Linked DNA regions of Muntiacus reevesi: region 2 is linked to region 1. A link is a contact called in public Hi-C data. All regions are on one chromosome and are shown on one strand. The core of a region is the stretch at or near the end of the contact, and the rest is flanking DNA. Distances in the headings are between cores, read along the strand shown. Region 1 holds the start of RPUSD2 (RNA pseudouridine synthase domain containing 2). Region 2 holds the start of RMDN3 (regulator of microtubule dynamics 3).

What was found. A called contact is a pair of places that touch in the nucleus more often than the background predicts.
Region 2: a contact with region 1 is called in a Hi-C map of muscle, with 9 times the contacts expected there. The contact joins the promoter of RMDN3 here to the promoter of RPUSD2 in region 1. A contact is called at or near these places in 2 of 3 Hi-C or Micro-C datasets (blood and muscle).

Annotation. Positions count from the first base shown.
Region 1 is chr7:35,009,099-35,014,115 of mMunRee1.1, reverse strand. It overlaps RPUSD2 (RNA pseudouridine synthase domain containing 2), which reads right to left and starts at 2,957. Exons shown (of 3, transcript XM_065941082.1): 1 at 2,323-2,957; 2 at 359-655. The coding sequence starts at 2,949.
Region 2 is chr7:35,150,686-35,156,336 of mMunRee1.1, reverse strand. It overlaps RMDN3 (regulator of microtubule dynamics 3), which reads left to right and starts at 3,420. Exons shown (of 13, transcript XM_065940155.1): 1 at 3,420-3,609; 2 at 3,853-4,046. The coding sequence starts at 3,860.

The sequences.
Region 1 (5,017 bases), core at 1,708-4,207:
CACAATCACCACTATTTAACTCTTCTACCCAAACCTCTTCCAACTCTATCCAGAATTTTTCCACCAAGGAGACTTTCTCCACAGTCTTAAAAACCTTGCTCAGCCTGTCGGCATTTAAAATTTTCAAAACAGCAAATTACCAAGACAGGTAGTATATGTTATCTCTAAAGATCCTTTGAAACTTAAGAGAAAATAACGTGTCTCTGGCACTTTAGGTGCTGACCTTCCTGAAGATGGGAAGCTTGAGCAGATAAACACAGAGGCTCACTTCAGATCTAGAACTCGGTGACACCCTTTCGATGCAGAGCATTTGTGAGCCCAGAAGTGGCCTGCAAGAGGCAAACTCAGTTTGGCTCACCTGCCGGTCCCGAACCTGTTCATGAATTCTCTCTGAGACGGCTGCTGTTTTGGCAAACATGAGGACCCCGGAGGTAAGGCGATCAAGCCGATGCAATGGGTGTAGCTCCTTTAGTTGGTGCTCCTTGCCCAGGATGAAGATGACCGTGTTATGTCGGAAGCGGCCACAGGGATGGACAGGAATGGAAGAAGGCTTGTCTACAACCACCACATCTTCGTTCTCCGCTAGCAGGCGGATGGGTTCTGCTGTAACTGGTGGCTCATGCCTATGCACTGTGTTCCGTAAGAAGTCATTGTCCTGCCAATGACACAGGCAACTGGTCAGCCCAGGGTCCAGCCACCTATGATCAGTCAAATTCACACACAACTTCCCCCCCATCTTCCTTACTGGATGAAAGAATGGTCACAGTACATCCTTAAGCAGAAAAGGCAGTATACACAGTGTATTCTTATTTTGTAAACACACAGACACACAGGCAAAGCAGGCATTGAGAAAGAGCTAGAAGGATACACCTAAAATGTCATACATCTCTGGATAGTGTGATTATGGATTTTGCTGTACTGATTATTCGTATTTTCTCTACAAGAAAGTTATATTTAACAATATATTCTTCTAAAATGAAGGGGAAAATCCTCCATACACCATCACTCATTGTGACCTTGAACAAACACCAAGCTGTAAGTCCAGAGATTTGGGCTGTAGACCTGGATTTGCTACAGGCTTACTGCATGCTCTTAGGGAAGTCACTTAACTTCTCTAGGCCTCAGTTCCCTTATCTGTAAAATGTGAGCATCAGTCCAGACCTGTGCTTCAAAACTGTGACTGATTCAAACCACTCATTCTCCAAATGCCTTGCATCCCTTCACAACCATGGTGAGGCAGTTAATGACAGTGTCTGGTACCTCTTAGCTGTGATAGAAATTTAAAGTAGGGTCAAAGCACTGGGCTACAAATTCTAATTTCAATCTCTGTCATTTCACAGTTCTATCCTATCAGGCTCTAGGACAAATAATTCAAGTGGAAGTTATAAAAACACGGGCTTCCCTTGTGGCTCAGCTGATAAAGAATCCCCCTGCAATGTGGGACAGCTGGGTTCGATCCCTGGGTTGGGAAGATCACCTGCAGAAGGGAAAGGCTATCCACTCCAGTATTCTGGCCTGGAGAATTCCATGGACTGTATAGTCCATGGGGTTGCAAAGAGTCGGACATGACTGACCGACTTTCACTTCACTTCACTTATAAGAACACAGGTGTTGGAGGTGGCACTGTGTCTTACCTCTATGAGGTTGATCTTAGTTTCCTCGACTTCCTCACAGGTAAAATGAGGTGACAGTATCTACTCCACAGGGTTGTCATTAGAATTAAATGTTAAAGTACATAAAATGCTTAATGCTGTGCCCAGCACACAGTCAGGAGATATAAATGATAGTCTCGATTATTACTATTTGTACAGAGATCTACAATGCAAGGCAGAAAGCCATCAGTGCCAGTGCCACAAGACTGCATAAAAGGAGCTGTAAGAATTCCTGGTGCTTCCCTGGTGGCTCAAACAGTAAAGAATGGCTGCAACGCAGGAGACCAGGATTCAGTCCCTGAGTTGGGAAGATCCCCTGGAGAAGGAATTGGCAACCCACTCCAGTACTCTTGCCTGGAGAATTCCATGGACAGAGAGGCCTGGCAGTTCATGGGATCGCAGAGTCAGACACGACTGAGCGACTAACTTTCACTTTCACAAGAATTCCAACTTCTGTGCCTTGGAAACAGCAAAGTCGCTTTGATGGAAGGGATAAGGGGGCTGAGGTCTGAAACATATGGGCAGTCTACCTGCGGAAATGGAGCAGTAAAAGAGTGTTACAAGTTAAAACAAGAACGCTTCAGAATGACCCCGAATTTACTCCGGTACCTATGCCCAAGTAACCGAAAAAACCATGCCCCCTTTCGGGCAGGCCCCATCAGGACTCCACCTTGAGCACAATGCTGAGGTCCTGTACCGGCTCCTCGTTGAGGTGCAGGCGTCCCGCCCGGACAGCGGCCTCGTAGTAGGCCAGGGGCTGGGCTCTGAACTCCGTGCCAAAGACGTGCAGCAAGCTGTGGCCCACCCAGCGGCCTTTGCAATAAGTCCGGAAGTCAAAGTAATAGGGCCGCACTTTGCGCAAGCCGCCTTCAAAGTAGTAGCTGGTCTCAGCAAAGTGTTCATCGCCGAAGCTAACCCCTGCCCGCCGCTTCTTCGGCGGCGGCACAATGCGCTCTCCAACCGCGCCCCGCCGCTTCTTCCGCTTGCCAGGGCCCGGGGCTGCAGCCGGGGCCCGCTCCCCGTTTCCTGAGGGCTGCTTCGCGTCCCCCGAGACCGCCTCCTCTTCTGAACCCGCCGGCTCCGGGTGCCCAGGGGGCTGCTCACCCCTCGCGTCGCCGCCCGCATCTCCGTTTTGCTGAGCTGGAGCCCCCAGCCCGCTCGCTGCCTCAGCCCCGGTCGAGAGTCTTTCCGCCATGGGTCCCCTACAGGCACCCCAAGTCCTGGCAAATGCGAGGCACCGGAGACGGGAACACACTTGCCCAAGAACCGGGAGCCACGACCGGCCTCCCAGCCACATGACCCAGCGGCCGCGGCCTCTGGGTCGCGATCTGAGGGCGTCACTCAGCACCAACCAATCAGTGAGACCTAGTGCCGAGGCGGGACCGCGTTGAGAACAGGCGTGAAGGAGGTAGCTGAAAGAGTTGAGAGCTGTAAGAATGACTCATTAAAAGTGTAGATTCCTTGTCGATATGCTCGAAGTTCCTTTATTCTGGAAAAACTCTTGAAAGAGTTATTAATATTTCAAAACAAAACAAAATGAAGATTGCTAAACTCTGAATGTACTAAGAAGCACTGCGTTGTATATTTTAAAGGGTAAGCATATTTTGTGACTTATAACTCAATAAGGGCTTGCCTGGTGGCTCAAACGGTAAAGAATCTGCCTGCAATGCAGCAGCCCCGGGTTCAATCCCTGGGTTGGGAAGATCCCCTGGGGAAGGAATTGGCAACTCACTCCAGTACTCTCATCTGGAGAATTCCATGGACAGAGAAGCCTGGCAGGCTACATTACAGTTCATGGGATCGCCCAAAGAGTTGGACACTACTGAGCGACTTTCACTTTTCGTAACTCAATAAAGCTGTCATATATGTAATTAAGCACACACACCCCAGAAAAAAATATTTTTACATTTGTCCTTCTCCTTAACATCATGAGGACTGGAGATCTCCCATTTGCCTTCCCACGTGGTCCTGTCCTGAGATTAAAATTCCAAGTGGGTCAGAAGATGTATTTGTCAGAATTCTTAAATGCAAAATACTGAAACCAACTCCAGTTAACTTCATAAGAGATGGAATTATTGAAAGGATATTGGTGCCTCAAAGGATTCATAAGAGAGCTGGAGAACAGGCTCAGAAACAGCCAAATCAAGATAAGCCAAGACCTCTGAGAACCAGCCACATGACAAAAGGGTCAATCTTATGGAGTGTGAATTATATTTCAATAAAGTTTTTTGTGTTTGTTTTTGGAAAGAGTGTCTTTCAGAATGCGTCTGAAACACAGACAAGAAGAAAGCTATAAGAGAGGTCTAGAGAGGGAGTCCTTGTGGAATTGTATAAAGCCTTGCTGCTCAAAATGTGGTCTGTGGATTAGCAACGTGGGAAACATCCAGCAACTTGTTGGAACTGCAAAGTCTTTTTCCTCTTCCCTTCACAGCCCCTGAGTGAGAATCTCCATTTTAACAAGATCCTCAGATGATCTGACTGCATATTCAAGTTTGGAAAGCACTGACATAAACCAAGCAAAGTAGACTGTTCTCATACCCTTTGGACATCTAGCGTGTTCTCAACACTCTTCTTTGTGTGGGGAATTTCCCACATGAAGTACTGTTTCCAAGAGGTAGGATCTAGAAACTGGCCTTCCCAGACTCCCTAGCAACTTGGGCATCCATCACCTGGGCTCCTTTGATCAGGCAGGGCCTTTGGTTTAGAGGCATAATAGCAGAGGAAGCAGGCAGTGTGGAATTCATGTCCTACAAGATAGCATTGGAGGGATCTGCATATTGCTATATGGAGTTATACTGGGGACTCACAAGGGGGAAGTTCCTGTGTCCAGTGCCCAGCTGCAGTATCTACATTGAGTGGCACTGGGTGCTCCCTGAGAAGTCCTGGACTGAGGTTTAGAAACTCCTGGCTATATAGACTCCAAGTCTGACTCTGGCCCCTCTTGAGATTCTGTTTACTGTTTAATATACTTTAATCCTGTGGTCAACTGAATAGTCATTAGCCATATGTGGCTATTTAAATTAATTAAAGTGAAAGAAAATTTAAAATTCAGTTATTCAGTTACAGAAGCTGCATTTCATGTGCTCAAGAATCACATAAAACTAGTGGATACCTTATTGGACAACTCAGATACGGAACATTTATATCATTACAGAATTTATATTGTACAGAGCAGCTTTAATTAATCCCTTTTACTGCTTAAACTGGCTAGAATGAGCTCTATTGTTTGAACTAAGAACTCTACCTAATTTACAATAAGAATTTAAGCCTTTAAGAGCAATGGGGAATTATCAAAGAGTTTCCGGCGTGTGTGTTTGTGTTTGTTTGTGTGTGTGATGATCCAATTTGTGTGTGTGTGTGTGTGT
Region 2 (5,651 bases), core at 2,171-4,670, 140 kb before region 1:
ATTGGTCATTCCTTATTTCCTTCCTTCCTCCATACAGCTTTTATGGATGGTCTTTGCATTAGAGCTGTACTAGGCATAGGGAATACCCACTCCAGTGTTCTTGCCTGGGGAATCCCAGAGACAGTGGAACCTGGTGGGCTGCCATCTATGGGGTCACACAGAGTTGGACACGACTGAAGTGACTTAGCAGTAGCAGGCATAGGAAATGGATCAGGCTTGAACTCCATCCTGGAAGAGTAAGCAGTCCAGTAGGTAGAGAGTCTAGAAAGCAAATATTTATGGAACCAATTGTAATAGAGGTAACCAAGCCTCAAAGGCAAAGAAAGAAAAGATTAATTCCATTAAGGAATTAATTAATTAAACAGGTTTTTATTCCCTCCAAAGTAAAAATACTAAGTTTTTTCTTATTATGAAAGAAATACATGCTTATTTCAGAAAAATGAGGAAAAATATGGAAAAGATATTAAAAGCATTCCTTTCTCACCACCAAGACAACATACTGAATCTCTTAGTGTATCTCAAGAGGTACTAATACTAATGAAACTGAATCCTTAAAAATGAGTAGCTGGAAAAAAAAAATCAGTAGCAGATATTGGTGAAGTTTTTTATTTAAAGGCCTTCACCACAGCCTCTGGAATTTTCTTAAATTTTATTAATTTTATTTATTTTTGGTTGCGCTGGGTCTTCATTGCATTGTGAGGGCTTTCGCTAGTTGTGGTGAGCAGGAGCTGTTCTCTAGTGCAGGCTCAGTAGTTGTTACACAGGGCTTGGCTGTTCTGCAGCACGGGGAATCTTCCTGGACTAGGAATTGAACCCATGTCTCCTGCATCAGCAGGCGGATTCTTAACCACTGGCCCACTTAGAGAAGTCCCAAATGTACTGCTCTATGTGTAAAATATCTCACAATTAAAAAGTAAATAAATATAATATCTAGTCAAGGATTTGGGAGGACTGGTTTAGATATTTTGACTCCCACTAAACTAAAATTTAACTTTTAAGAAATGCTGACAATAAAATTAGAACCATAATCCATAAAAAATCTTGTCTTTAATTTTTTTCAAATATGTATTTATTATTTTTGACTGCATTTTGTCTTAACCAGGGATCTTTCCTTAAGATGCATGGGCTCTGTAGTTTTGGTGTGCAGGCTTAGTTGCCCCGAAGGCATGTGGGATCTTTTTTGTGCGTGTGTTGTATGTGTGATTAAGCCTTTTTTTTCCCCCAATTATTTTTATTAGTTGGAGGCTAATTACTTTACAATATTGTAGTGGTTTTTGCCATACATTGACATGAATCAGCCATGGATTTACATGTGTTCCCCATCCTGAACCCCCCTCCCACCTCCCTCCCCATCCCATCCCTTTGGGTCACCCCAGTGCACCAGCCCCAAGCACTTGTCTCATGCATCCAACCTGGACTGGCGATCTGTTTCACACTTGATAATATACATGTTTCGATGCTGTTCTCTCAGATCATCCCACCCTCGCCTTCTCCCATAAAATCCAAAAGTCTGTCTATACATCTGTGTCTCTTTTTCTGTCTTGCATATAGGGTTATCATTACCATCTTTCTAAATTCCATATAGATGCGTTAGTATACTGTATTAGTGTTTTTCTCTCTGGCTTACTTCACTCTGTATAATGGGCTCCAGTTTCATCCATCTCATTAGAACTGATTCAAATGAATTCTTTTTAATGACTGAGTAGTACTCCATTGTGTATATGTACCACAGCTTTCTTATCCATTCGTCTGCTGATGGGCATCTAGGTTGCTTCCATGTCCTGGCTATTATAAACAGTGCTTCGATGAACATTGGGGTGCACGTGTCTCTTTCAGATCTGGTTTCCTTGGTCTGTATGCCCAGGAGTGGGATTGCTGGGTCATATGGCAGTTCTATTTCCAGTTTTTTAAGGAATCTCCACGCTGTTCTCCATAATGGCTGTACTAGTTTGCATTCCCACCTACAGTTTAAGAGGGTTCCCTTGGCATGTTGGATGTTAAGATGTTCCCTGGCCAGGGATGGAAGCTATGTCTCCCGCATTGGAAGGCAGATTGTTAATCACTGGACCACCGGGGAAGTCCCTATGTGTTGTTTACTTTTTAAGTAATTAATTAATTTTTGACCTGTACTGCAGGGCTTGTTCGATCTTAGTTCCCCATCCAGGGGTAGAACCTGAGCCCCCAGCAGAGGAAGCACAGAGTCATAACAATTGGAAAGCAGGTGATTCTCTTTTTTTTAGTTTCTAACACTACAAGTTGCATAAAACCACAGGAGTAAAATAGATTTATAAAAGTACAAGTCACAGGTGGTAGAAAAAAATGGTTAAAACAAAATCTGAAATGCTATCAACCAATTTAAGCAATCAGAGATCAACTCAAGTTTCAGCCTCATGCAAACATTTAAAATGTTATCATTAGAGGAATTAATTTAATGAATTTAATTTTCATTCTGGATATTAAAAACAGTTTTTATAAGCCTGTCCCTGTTTAATGTTACAACGACAATTTAAGGTTTAAGATTTTTTTTTAAATGATGGGGTGTGCATCTACAATGTAAGTTTTTCAGATGTCAACTGACAGAAGCTGGCCCTGGGGACTCAGGGCCTGTTGTGGATAACCAACAACTTACCTGTTTTAAATTGAATTGCCAAAGGCACTATTGCGTTGAGATTAGTAAATGATTTGAGTAAAAATACGTAAACAAATTGAGCTGAAATCAAATAAAGTCTGAGTTTTGACCGAGGGTTAAGGAAAGGTGGAGAGGGGTGGCGTTTTCCAGGTAGGGGTTCAAGACAGAAAGAGCAGTAGTGGAAAAGGTAGAAACGTTGAGTATGCGGAGCACATTCCGGGAACACTAAGTAACCTGGTGTGATTGGGGAAATGGAACCTCAGCTGTAACCTGGTGTGACTGGAGGAAAATGGAACCTCAGCTGGCCAGACCATGGAGTTACTGCTCTGAGCATCCACTCCACGGAATCTCTCAGCTTTCCCCCGTTTGTGCGTGCTAATTCGCTCAGTTGTGTCCGATTCTATGCGACACTATGGGCTGTAGCCCTCCAGGCTCCTGTCTAAGATTCTCCAGGCAAGAATACTGGAGTGGATAGCCATGCCCTCCTCCAGGGGATCTTCCTGACCCAAGGATCGAACATCTCCTTACATCTCCTGCATTGGCAGGCAGGTTTTTTTTACCACTAGCGGCGCCAGCTGGGAAGCCGGGTCCCCCTTTACTCGGCTTCTAACCCATTCTCGGTTCGCCTTTCGAGATCTCTGCTGGCTCCGCCCCTCTGACTGTGCCTGTGGCCCCGCCCCCTAGAGAAAACCCTGGCCAAGAGGTGGAGTCTCGAAGGTCTGCGCAACCCCCTGCCTTCTTATAGGCGAGCGAGGCAGCTAGTTGGCACCGTTTGATGACGTCACGGTCATTGACAGAGAAGCCGCGGCCTTCGCCAAAGTAGCTAGCAGCAGGGTAAGAGTCTGAGTTGAGGTCCAGGCAGGCTGGGCGCCTTCAAAGTGCGCGGCGGGAAGGCCAGCGGTTTGTGCCAGGGCGGCGGGTTTGCGGTCTGCAGTGTCGTGAGGCTGGAGGAGGAGTTGGAAGCCGTCGACCTGACTCCGGTATCAGGGTTAGGGGGCGTGTTGGAGGGTAGGCTGCGGAGGGCCGGGTGGGCGGCGTGGTAGTCAGGCCTGGGGGCTAGCAGAAACCTTAAGGTCGGGACTAGGGTGAGGGTGGCGAATGCTTGGGGCCTGGGCAGGGAGGGTATCTTCAAGGGTTCGGCTTTGGCGATGGGTGGACCACACTCAACGAATCTCTCTCGTTTCTTTCGCCCGCTTGCTCCTGGTGGCTCACGCGGGCTGCAGGTGTAGCATGTCTAGTCTGGGGACCTTGGGTGGCGCACGCGCCGGGCTCGGACTGTTGCTGGGCACCGCCGCGGGCCTTGGATTCCTGTGTGCCCTTTACAGCCAGCGGTGGAAACGGACCCAGCGCCGCGGCCAGAGCCAGAGTCGGTCCAACTCTCTGGATTACACGCAGACTTCAGAGCCTGGACGCCAAGGTAGGAGCGGGGCTATTGAGGCCTCAGGGACTGTTGAGGGGTGGGCTTGGGGTCGGGGCTGCTTGTAGCAGAACCTGCAGGGCAGGACAACAGAGGAAAAATTAGGAGGGGTGGGTGCGGGGCCCAAGAGTTTCTTTTCAAGTTTGGGGAAAGTTTATCGAAAAGGAAAAGCAGTCTTCCACCACTGTCGTCTTTTTCCTGTAATCGCAGGAAAGTATATAGTGAAAAGGCTTAGCTTTCACTTTTAGTTCTGGCCGCAGAAGTGCTGTGTATGTATTAAAGTTACTTGCTTAGTGTGGTTGAGGTGTTTAATAAGTAGAGGAAAGGCCCAAAAGAAAGTAAAAAGAGAAACTAGTCTCGGAGGAATTAAAATTTCTTGAGGCTTATGTGTTAAATTAGGTTAACATTAACATTCGAAGGCACCTTGAAGACTGTATAGTTCAAGTTGTGTGTGTGTGTGTGTTTTTTAATCCTCCTTATGAGTAAGTTGAGGTTGAAAAAAGTTGTGTAACTTTGCCGAGGCTGTCACAGTAAGTGGCAGGATTGGGCCTGGTCACCTGGTCCTGTGGAGTTCCCACAGCATGGGGTCGGGAGTGCACTTACTGCAGTTGAAGCTGAATGTGGCTGAGAGCCAGCCACAAATGGTTAGTACTTACAGTTTTGGAAAACTTTAATGTTAATCAGAGCAAGGCATCTAGGGCTCGGCCAAACCACTGCCCTCATGTGTGTGTGATAGAAGAGCACTCAAGTCATCTTGCCTCATGTTCATTGGGAACACATGTTTCCTCTGATGACCAAATGCCAGATGGTTCGGAAAAGTTAGTTTTCGAAGAGTCTTAAGAGTTTTCACCTTAGATTGCAATTGTCTGTCAGCATTTTATAAGCTGGTAGTAACCTAGTGCTGCAAATGTGCTTACCCTTCCTTTCTTTTCCTATTTTATTTGTTGGTTTGTAATTTCTTAGCTGTAGTCTTTCTTCTACTGAGGTTGGGAGATGGTGGCCACACTCCCAGGGATCTTGCTTTACATACTGGAACATTGTTGGGTCTGTACAGTAATCTAGCCTTTATTGTTACTAGATTTCCTTTAACAGCTTTATGCTTGCTTGGACTGTGGGTCCTGCCTTTCTGGTTTCTTTCCTGTTTTTACATTTCCCAGTCCACTTGTCTTAGGTATCAGTTTTCTAGCGTTTACTTTTAGAATTTGCTTAGATCTCAATTCAGGGCTTGGCGATGATGTTTTTTTCCATTGGGGTTTGGGTGGGTTTTTCCCACTGTACCTTTTCTCTCAGTGACTGCTTCTGTTTACCTTGCCACTCTCTGATAATACTAAATGAAGCTCTTGAGAGGAAAGAGTGTTCTTTGCTGTTCTTTGTGAAGTGCAAGATCAGAATTTGAGTAAGCTCAGTTTCAGTTTTGCTATGTGGTAAGTATTGACTGCCTGGGATTTGGGCAGCAGGGCAGCTATCCTGCCTTCTAGTTATCGCACCCTTGCGAGCATTCTACATTATCCGCCAAGGTGTACAGTGCTGATGAAGGGCCCTGGGTGCAAGGTTTTTGGAACAGAGGTCTCTTGTGGGCTTTTTTTCCCCTTTGGCCATGCTTGC